2 separate regions of the Oryctolagus cuniculus genome follow, and region 1 is linked to region 2. A link is a contact called in public Hi-C data. All regions are on one chromosome and are shown on one strand. Each heading gives the region's core, a stretch centred on a gene start, on an enhancer-like site or on the middle of the called end of the contact. The rest is flanking DNA. Distances are from core to core; before and after follow the strand shown.

Evidence for each region. A called contact is a pair of places that touch in the nucleus more often than the background predicts.
Region 1: a Hi-C map of an unstated tissue shows a contact between it and region 2, with 5 times the contacts expected there. The contact joins the promoter of PCDH17 here to the promoter of LOC100357840 in region 2. A contact is called at or near these places in 2 of 6 Hi-C or Micro-C datasets (embryonic fibroblasts and an unstated tissue).

What each region holds. Positions count from the first base shown.
Region 1 is chr9:55,416,725-55,421,201 of mOryCun1.1, forward strand. PCDH17 (protocadherin 17) reads right to left here and starts at 1,556. Exons shown (of 4, transcript XM_070048407.1): 1 at 1-1,556. The coding sequence starts at 1,476.
Region 2 is chr9:52,833,675-52,838,470 of mOryCun1.1, forward strand. It overlaps LOC100357840 (cytochrome c), which reads left to right and starts at 2,203. Exons shown (of 1, transcript XM_008262288.4): 1 at 2,203-3,113. The coding sequence starts at 2,278. The coding sequence ends at 2,595. All of the region lies in intron 19 of DIAPH3 (diaphanous related formin 3), which reads left to right.

The DNA.
Region 1 (4,477 bases), core at 306-2,805, 2.6 Mb after region 2:
GTTGTTCTCGTGCACCTGCAGCACGTAGAGCCCCTTGGTGAACCGAGGCGGGTTGTCGTTCTCGTCCAGGATCTTGACCGAGAACGACTTGGTGGAGTTGAGCGGAGGCGAGCCCCCGTCCCGAGCCACGATGGTCACGTTGTACTCGTCCTGGGTCTCCCGGTCCAGCGGGCGGTCAGTCACCACTGTGTAGAAGTTGTCATAGTTCTCCTCCAGCTTGAAGGGGACGGGACCCCCGGGCCCGCCCAGGCCGCCGCCGCCGCCGCCGCCGGTCCCTCCGCCGCCCAGCACCCGACACTGCAGCTGCCCGTTCTTGCCCGAGTCCCGGTCGGTGACCCGCACCAGGGCGATGACCGTGCCGGGCGGGGCTGCCTCGCTGAGCGCCCCCTGGCGGACGGAGACGAAACCGATGGACGGCGCGTTGTCGTTGCGGTCGAGGAGCTTGACCGTGACTTTGCAGTGGGCTGGGATGGGGTTCGGCCCCAGGTCTCTGGCCTGCACGTCGATCTCCAGCATCCCGTTCTCCTCGTAGTCCAGGTTGCCCTTCACGCGGATGAGGCCGGTCTTGGGGTCGATGGAGAAGAGCTCCCGCACGCGGTCGGGGACGTAGCTGCTGAAAGAGTAGAGCACTTCGCCGTTGGGGCCCTCGTCGGCGTCCGTGGCGTTCAGATCGATGACCACGGTGCCCAGCGGAGCGTTCTCAGGCAGTTCCACCAGGTAGGAGGGCGCTTCGAAGACCGGGCTGTTGTCGTTGGAGTCTATCACCTTCACGTTGATCTGCATGGTGGCGGAGCGCGGCGGCTCGCCGCCGTCCAGGGCGGTCAGCACCAGCGTGTGGTGGCTCTGCTGCTCGCGGTCCAGGGCCTTCTGAATGACCAGCTCCGGGAACTTGGTGCCGTCGCCGCGGGCCTTGACGTCCAGGGCGAAGAGGCCGTGGTCGTCGCGCGTGAGCAGGTAGGTGCGGAGCCCGTTTTCGCCCGCGTCCGGGTCGTGGGCGCTGGTGAGCGGGAAGCGGGTGCCGGGGGCCGCGTTCTCCGAGATGTCCATCTCGATCTGGTCCGACGGGAAGGACGGAGCATTGTCGTTGATGTCCTGGATCTCCACCTTGATCATGCAGATCTCCTTGTCGTTGGCGAACACCTCGAGAGACAGCTGGCACCTGGCGTTGTGGCGGCACAGGGACTCGCGGTCGATGCGCTGCTTGGTGTACAGGAGCCCGCTATCTGCGTCCACGTCCAGCAGGTGCGGCGCCGAGTTCTCCAGCACCCGGTAGCTGCCCGACTTGCTGCGCCCGCCGCTGCCGCCGCCGCCGCCGCCGCGGTCAGCCGGCGTTAGCCCGGGCTGCAGTCGGGCATCCTTGCCGATGTTGCCGATCACTGTGCCGGCCCCTTGCTCCTCGGGCACGGAGTAGTTGAGGTTTTTGAGCGTCAGGGCAGGGGCCCATAGCAAGAAGCAGCAACAGATGGAAAGGTACATCCCAGATCGGTGGGGTGCGGGCAGGAGCAGCCGGACTTGGAGGGGCGAGCCTGTGGGGGTGCGCGCCAGCCTCGGGGGCCCCGGGCGAGGCGAGCCCGGAGTCTGTGGGTCCTTCCTTCTTCCTTCCGCACCCCGGGCTGCGGCACCAGGCAGAGTCTCTCCTTATTCCGCTCAAGTTCCCCGAACCTGTTGATCTACAGCATCCGCACTGGCCGAGAGCGGCGGTGCAATGAAGCTGCAGGGGGCTTGGAGCGAGGCGGCGGCGGCTCCCTGCGGCTTGGGGGGCGAGCCCGGGGCTTTGTCTCTGCCGCTCGGACTTCGGGAGGCTCAAACTTGCGCGATGAGGACGGCGATCAGAAGGGAATCGAGGCTGGGAGGGCTGAGAAGGAGCGGAAGGCGCGGTGGGCTTTGCTCGCTCCCGCTGGGGCGCCGCCGACCCTCTCCCGCCGACAGCCTGCGGAGGAGTCTTCCCATCGGGTGGGGGCGGGCGCGGGGAGGTGTGTCTGCGGGCAGATCGGAAAGTGAAATCCTTGCTCGTTACTCGCCTCCCGCGATGGAAATGGATGGGAATGAGCCGCGCCGAAGCGGCAGTCGCTGATGTATGTTTGAATCTTCCTCGGAGCGCCGTGAGATGTCTGCTCGCCGCGCAGGCTGGTCTGTGTTCAGGCAGTGTTTTGCTGCATTTAGAGATCTAATCTTGCATTGCTGGCTGAAGCCACGGCGGCGGCGGACTGCATCTCCCAGCCGAGCGGATCTCTCTCTCTCTCTCCCTCTCGCTCGCTTCTCGCTCTCTCTCTCTCTCTCAATGCAGCGCAAAGAACTAGTGTCCCGATGTGTAGTTTCCTCCCCCTACCAGGCTCCGCCCTCTCTTCCTCGGGAAAGGCTCTCCCCTAAAATCCAGAAAGCCACAGCCTCATCAGCATTTGCTGTGTGCGTCTATATGGGGCGGCGGGGGGGGGGGGGGATATATAGATGTCTCTCCGCCTCTGTTCGTAGAACACACTGCGATTTCTCCACGCCGAGCCAGCCGCCGCCGCTACCATCCCATCCTCTCCCCCGCGAGCCAGGACTTCTCCGCAAGCAGTTTAATTCCAGTTTGCCGTTCTTCCCAGGCGAAAGGAAATCAACAGGCAACTCATGGCTGGACGTGCAGATCTGCAGGGGGAGGGGCGGCCGAATGAAGGGAAGGGGGAGCCCCCTCCCAGCCCTCGCGCACACACACCCTCCCTGTCTCCGCTAGAAGGGAAACAGGCTCCGCATTCACAGGGCTGGGCTGTCAAGTGCCTCTCTCTCCTTGCAATTCAGCACCTCCTTCCAGGGGCCCAGCCTCCCCGTCCTCTTCATCTAGAAAGGAAAACCTTGGCGACGAATAAAAGGGGTGACTATTTGAAACGAATAGCGTGCAGGTTTTCTTTTTTTTTTCTTCTATTTTTTTTTTTTCTTTAATCGTAGGAGGAGTGGGCTGGAGGCAAGGAGCCCATCGGGGTTCGGCGTGGTGCGTCCTGCAGTCTCGCTTTCACACAGGCGCCCTGGGCGACTCGGGCGGGCAGGGGGCGCGGGGGGCGCCGGCCCCGGGCAGCGACCGCGGCGGGGACGCGGGACCCAGCTCTGCGGGTTATTTCTGGTGTTCGAGGCGCCTTGACCTAGGGGAATGACACATCCAGAAATGCAGGTGTTCGGATCCGCCGGCTGAGTCAGAAGCGGCGGCTCAGTCCTCGCCTCACAGACCTCAGTGGCGGCTTCTTCCTAACGCTTTCTCTGACTCACTCTATAGAAAGAAAAAAAACCAGATTCGTGTTTGGGGGATTAAAAAAGCAGCAGCAGCGGCGGCGGCGGCGGCGGCAGCGAGAGAAGAGGCGGGAGGGAGGAAGGCGGAGCTGAATCCAGCAGCACTTTTACTCTACCTCTTTCTGCCGGAGTCCGAGGTGCTGGAAAACAAGGCGTCTGCTTTGCTAGAGGTACTTATTTATTTATTTGTTTTTGAAAAAAAAAAAATCTTTCCTCTTGGTTAGGCGTGAGACACCTCAGAGTGCCAGAAAAAGAAAAAAAAAATCAGGCTTCCAGAAATTGCTCACAGCTTAGCCCCGCACCACAGTTCGAGATTTCTCTCTCAGTGTTGTCTAGTCACAAAGTCCGGCATCGGTGGGCATAGTTAATTGTGCAGTCTGCTGTGGAGGATTTTTTTTTTTTAATTCCTCCTTTTCTGTCACGGGTGGTCTCTTTCAGTCTGGTGCCTGTCAGGATCACCCCAACGCCTGAGGAAAACGTGCGGATTGCAAAGCGAATAAATCCATCTCCGCAAGCGAAGCGGCGGAGGGGTGAAAGGCGGAAATTCAATTCAACAGTTGGAGGAACGTCTCCTCAGCCGCCCTGGGCCGCTGCCGCAGCCGCCGGGCGCTCTCCCCAGCGTCTCTCGCCGACTGACTATTCACCTCACGCCGCCGCTTAAACATTGATACCGATTCCCTGCCAGCCAATCCGCCCGAGGAGAAAGGCCCCGCCTCCTCGGCCCGCGCCCAATAGGAGGCGGCGAGGAGACTGGTGGGGGCGGAGCCAGAGTCCGCAGCGCTCCGGAGCCATTGATTAGATCGGTGAGCTGCGAGCCCAGCCCGCCGGCCGGGGTCCTGGGCGCGGCGGAGGCGGTGTTCGCTCACAACCCCGCCGCCGGCTCGCTTGGGTCTCTAACGACCGGGAAAAGCGCTTCCCTTGCTCTGGGAAAGAGAATAAAAAAAATGTTTGACAGTGATTTATTATTTTTTTTTGTCCGATATACACAGAAATAGGAGCAGCAGCGTGCTTGCAGAATAAGGGAGCTGCGGTCTTTCCCGCACATACAGAGACACTCGATCGCACGCACGCACGCACACGCACTCACCCATGCCAGGGAGGGCGCAGAACCCCTGAGAGCGCGCGGCTTTGCGAGCGAGGTGCGGGGGGTGTGGTGCGTGGTGCTGTGTGTGGTGTGTTGTGTGCATGGTGCGTGTGGTGCTGCTTGTGGTGT
Region 2 (4,796 bases), core at 953-3,452:
CTGGAAAAGCTGCCATTTAATGCTGAGTGATGGGGTTCTATTTTAAAGAGTTCTCTGGGAAGAAGTTGCTCTCTCTGTCTATTTGTAATGGGCTTGTAATGAGTAAACTATTTACATGCTATTCTTATATATTGGTTTGGGTCTCCAGCAGAGGACAGAGACAACTTGCTAATGTGCTTAGGAGAATTTAGGACAGAAATTTCTATTGAGAAATTGGTTAACATTTGAGATGCAGGAGCCTCCTATTTAATTCAACCTAACTTTATTAATAGATTAAGAAATGAAAATATACTTCTAGAAACTGTTACTAATTGGATCAGTTGCTTGTGTCTCTTCAGCCCTGACTTTCTTCCCTCATCTGTCTGCCAAAAATATTGCATACTTCCCAAAGGTTGGCTTCTGTAGAGTGGAACCTGACTTTTATTTGTATGACTGCATTTCTTATATTCTCAGAGTGTCTTTGATCAATAAGCTATTAGGTAAAATCACTGTGTTCACAGTGACATGGTTTAACTGTGAGACATGATTTATGTAAATATGCAATGGGATCAGAAGGTTAGCTGAAATTTGGAAAGAGTCCTAAAAATTTGCATTTGAAGCTTGGTATAGTAGACTTTCTTTGATTAAAAATTCTAGGTTTTTCAGTATTTGTCTCAATGTTATTTAATTTAGTTAAGCAGCCTGTTCTTCAAAGGAATCCAACATTTATAGGAAGATTGAACTGAACAAATGTCCTTGTCTTGTGCTGTATTTTGTTATGCCACCATTTGGTGTCACTGTAGGGCAGGACTTTTAAACTGTGTAGTAGAAGCCTCCTTTTAATTTAATGAAAAAAAGTAAGAAGTTCATGCATATCTCTGCATTAAAAATGCCTTGTTTTAAAATATACCACAGTATTCTTGTTGTAAAATATTCAAATAACATAAAAATACTGAATATAGTACAGAAGTCTTATGTATCCTACTTTCTTCTCTGTATTCCAACAAATTATCATTTTTAACAGTTTGTTGCACTTTGAATACTATTTTTGTTTTTACTAAGGTATGTATATTCATCTGCATGTTGAAAGTACATTATTCTGGGGGCCAACATCATGGCGCACTAGGTTATCCTCCAAAAACTCCTGGCTCCTGGCTACGGATCGGTGCAGCTCTGGCCATCTGGGGAGTGAACCAACAGAAGGAAGACCTTTCTCTCTGTCTCTCTCTCACTGTCTATAACTCTACCTGTCAAATAAATAAATAGAAAGTACATTATTCTGAAATTTTTTGCCATATATTTTAAAGATTTTTTTGTGTTGTGGTATTTAAGAGTTTAATTCTTGTATTCATAGCTCATATTATGTTTTTTTTTTCCATCTTAATCATGGTATTAATGAAGGATGCTTATTCCCAGCACTGAGGGATTTTTTAGTAATTCTGAATGTATCTTTGTGTGTGTATTGGTAGGCAAAGTATCACAGATACGAGCATAATCTTGATAGCTTTAGATCTTTTCTGTACCTCTCATTAACTCAATGATCTTGAATAGTTGTTTTGTATCTCCGTTTCCTTATTTATGAAATGGGACTCTATTAGTTTTCCACGGCTGGTATAACAAATTACCACAAGTTTAGCTCCTTAGAACAACACACTTTGTTTTTTTTTACACAATCTGAGGCTCAGAAGTGCAAAATGGGTCAGCCAGGCTACATTGCTTTTGGGGGCTCTAGGAGAAGAATTTGTTTCCTTACTTTTTTCGCCTACAGTCTGGTCATACTCCTTGTCCCACAGTGGAGTAACACTCTGATTTCTACTTTTGTCATGACTCCTCTCTCTCCTGCTTCCCTCTTAAAAGGAATTACTCGGTGATATTATGTTGTGCCTTCCCAGATAATGCAGAATAATTTCCCCATTTCAACGATTTTTGGTCACATGTGCAGTGTATCTTTTGTCATGTAAAGTAACATATTCAAAAGTTTCAGGCATTTAGAATTTGAAATTGAAACACTTATTATATATTTGTTGGCTATGTATTTCTTTTTAGAAGTGCCTATTAATGTCTGTTTTGTTTTCCTGTTGCCTTTTCTTTCTGTATAGTTTGTAGGAGATCCACATAAAATTTATATTCCATTCCTTTGTAAATATCAGCACGTTTCTTCCCTACTTGTCACTTATTTTTCCATTTTTAATTTTGATGATTGGTTTTAAAAGTCGATTGAAATCGGCTTAGAGAGCGGGACGTCCAGCTTCCTAGTGCGGTCCTTTGGGGCGCGAGCTACTAACGAGCGAGTTAAAAATGGGTGATGTTGAGAAAGGCAAGAAGATTTTTGTTCAGAAATGTGCCCAGTGCCACACTGTGGAAAAGGGAGGCAAGCACAAGACTGGACCAAATCTCCATGGTCTGTTCGGGCGGAAGACAGGTCAGGCCGTTGGATTCTCCTACACAGACGCCAACAAGAACAAAGGCATCACCTGGGGAGAGGACACGCTGATGGAGTATTTGGAGAATCCCAAGAAATACATCCCTGGAACCAAAATGATCTTCGCTGGCATTAAGAAGAAGAATGAAAGGGCAGACTTGATAGCTTATCTCAAAAAAGCTACGAATGAGTAATAGCTGGCCACTGCCTTATTTATTACAAAACAGCAATGTCCCGTGACTTTTTTTATGTGCACCATAATTTAATTCTCATACACCAGAATTCAGATCATGAATGGCTGACAAAATATTTTTGTCCAACAGTCTAATATTGCCTTGTGTGGTTAAATAGGAAATTTTGGTAGTAATTCCAGTTCAGTGAATGCCCTCACTGTTTTCCCCTTCTAAGGATATGATTGGACTTAACTAACAAAACTTGTCAATGCCATACCAAAACCTGTTGGGAGATTGGATTTAGATTTAAATGCTGGGGAAATTGCCTCACTGTCTCAGAACTGAACGAGATTCCCTTGTTCTTTACCTACCTAAGGCAAGAGCTGAAGACATTTGGAAACGTCTACTTCGTATTTTTGGTCTTAGCTGTGGCAATCTCATTAGAATTTCCTGTATCTAAACTTCTGCCTTTTACTTACTGAAAGGCATTTTAGTGTGGTTTATGCATATCAAATAAAGAATATTTAACACTTCTCACATTTTATAGATGATCTGTAAGGTCAGGTGCTTTGAACGTCAGCATGACCAGGTGAAGTAACAAGTTACACTTGCTGTTGAATTCTTTACTACCTTAGACTGAGTTAGAATTCAGGATTGTCTATAAGCAGCCATTTGGAAACACATAACACTGAGGAGCTACTGCATATTTGTGTTTAGTAATGGTGCTTTTGCCAGCTCATGGAAGGACTAAGGTAGAGGAGATACCATCAGCACAAAACCTCTAAAATATGTGATCACAAGACTTAAGAGAATTAAAAACAGAATTATAGATCATGAAAAAAAAAAAAAAAGTCGATTGAAATCAAGAAGACCCTGTGACTCAGTTACTGATAGAGGTGTGTTCTGTTCTTAATCGGAGCATGGAAAGTAGCAGTTGCTTGGTGTATTCTTGAATTAGATTATATGGAGAGTCTCTGCAGGGATGTGAAATCCAGAACAGAATACTACTTGGATACCCTCTTTGGCTCTTTAAACTCTCTCAGTTGCTTCCTCAAACTTCCACATCAATGTCCAAAATTCCTAGAAGTGTGATCAACCCTAAAAAAAGAAAAAGCTTCACTGAAGTATAACTAACATACAATAAGCAACCCATAAAGGAAAGAATTTGTTCATGGAGTACAGTTGAGACAGTGAACAGACTCAAAATTCCCAAATGTTCCTTCTGGACCCTCTGTTATCTACCCCCTCCCTCCCTCCCAACATCAGGCCTTTTCATGTAGGAATTGCTGTGGTCCACTTGCACCTCATCCATCTTTTTTTTTTTTTTTTGACAGATAGAGTTAGACAGTGAGAGAGAGAGAGAGAGAGAGAGAGACAGAGAGAAAGGTCTTCCTTCCATTGGTTCACTCCCTAAATGGCCGACATGGCCAGCACTGCACCGATCTGAAGCCAGGAGCCAGGTGCTTCTTTGCAGTCTCCCATGCGGGTGCAGGGCCCAAGGACTTGGGCCATCCTCCACTGCCTTCCTGGGCCACAACAGAGAGCTGGACTGGAAGAGGAGCAACTGGGACTAGAACTGGCGCCCATGTCGGGTGCCGGCACCACAGGTGGTGAATTAACCAAGTAAGCCACAGCACCAGCCTCATCCATCTTTTTCTTTTTGTTGAAGGCACCATGCTCATGTATCTCAATGTGCTTTCTTTCCCATCTCTCTCTCCTTTGAGAAAGGCTTTCTGGACGTCTTTCCCTGTAGTGTCTATTGTTTTCTTCAACATTCAGTATCCTCCTTTTTTTTTTTTTTTTTTTTTTTTTTTTCTTTTACCCTAGTACCCTGTTCATATCAACTAAAAGGTAAACTATTGTCTTTACTTATTTCCTGAATTTTTTGTTGGCTGGAATCATGTTCATTTTTGTATTCCAAGCACATGGCATAGCTTCTGGCCCATGATGGTAATATGATATTGGTTAAGTGAATGTATGAAATAATGAAGAGATAAACAGCAAGGATGGAAAACATTTAGTAAGAATAATAATCTTTCTGGGGCCGACGCTGTGGTGCAGTAGTTTAATCCTCTGCCTGTGGTGCCGGCATCCCATATGGGCGCCGGTTCAAGTCCTGGCTGCTCCTCTTCCCATCCAGCATATCTGCTATGGCCTGAGAAAGCAGTAGAAGATGGCCCAAGACCTTGGGCCCCTGCACCTGCATGGGAGACCCAGAAGAA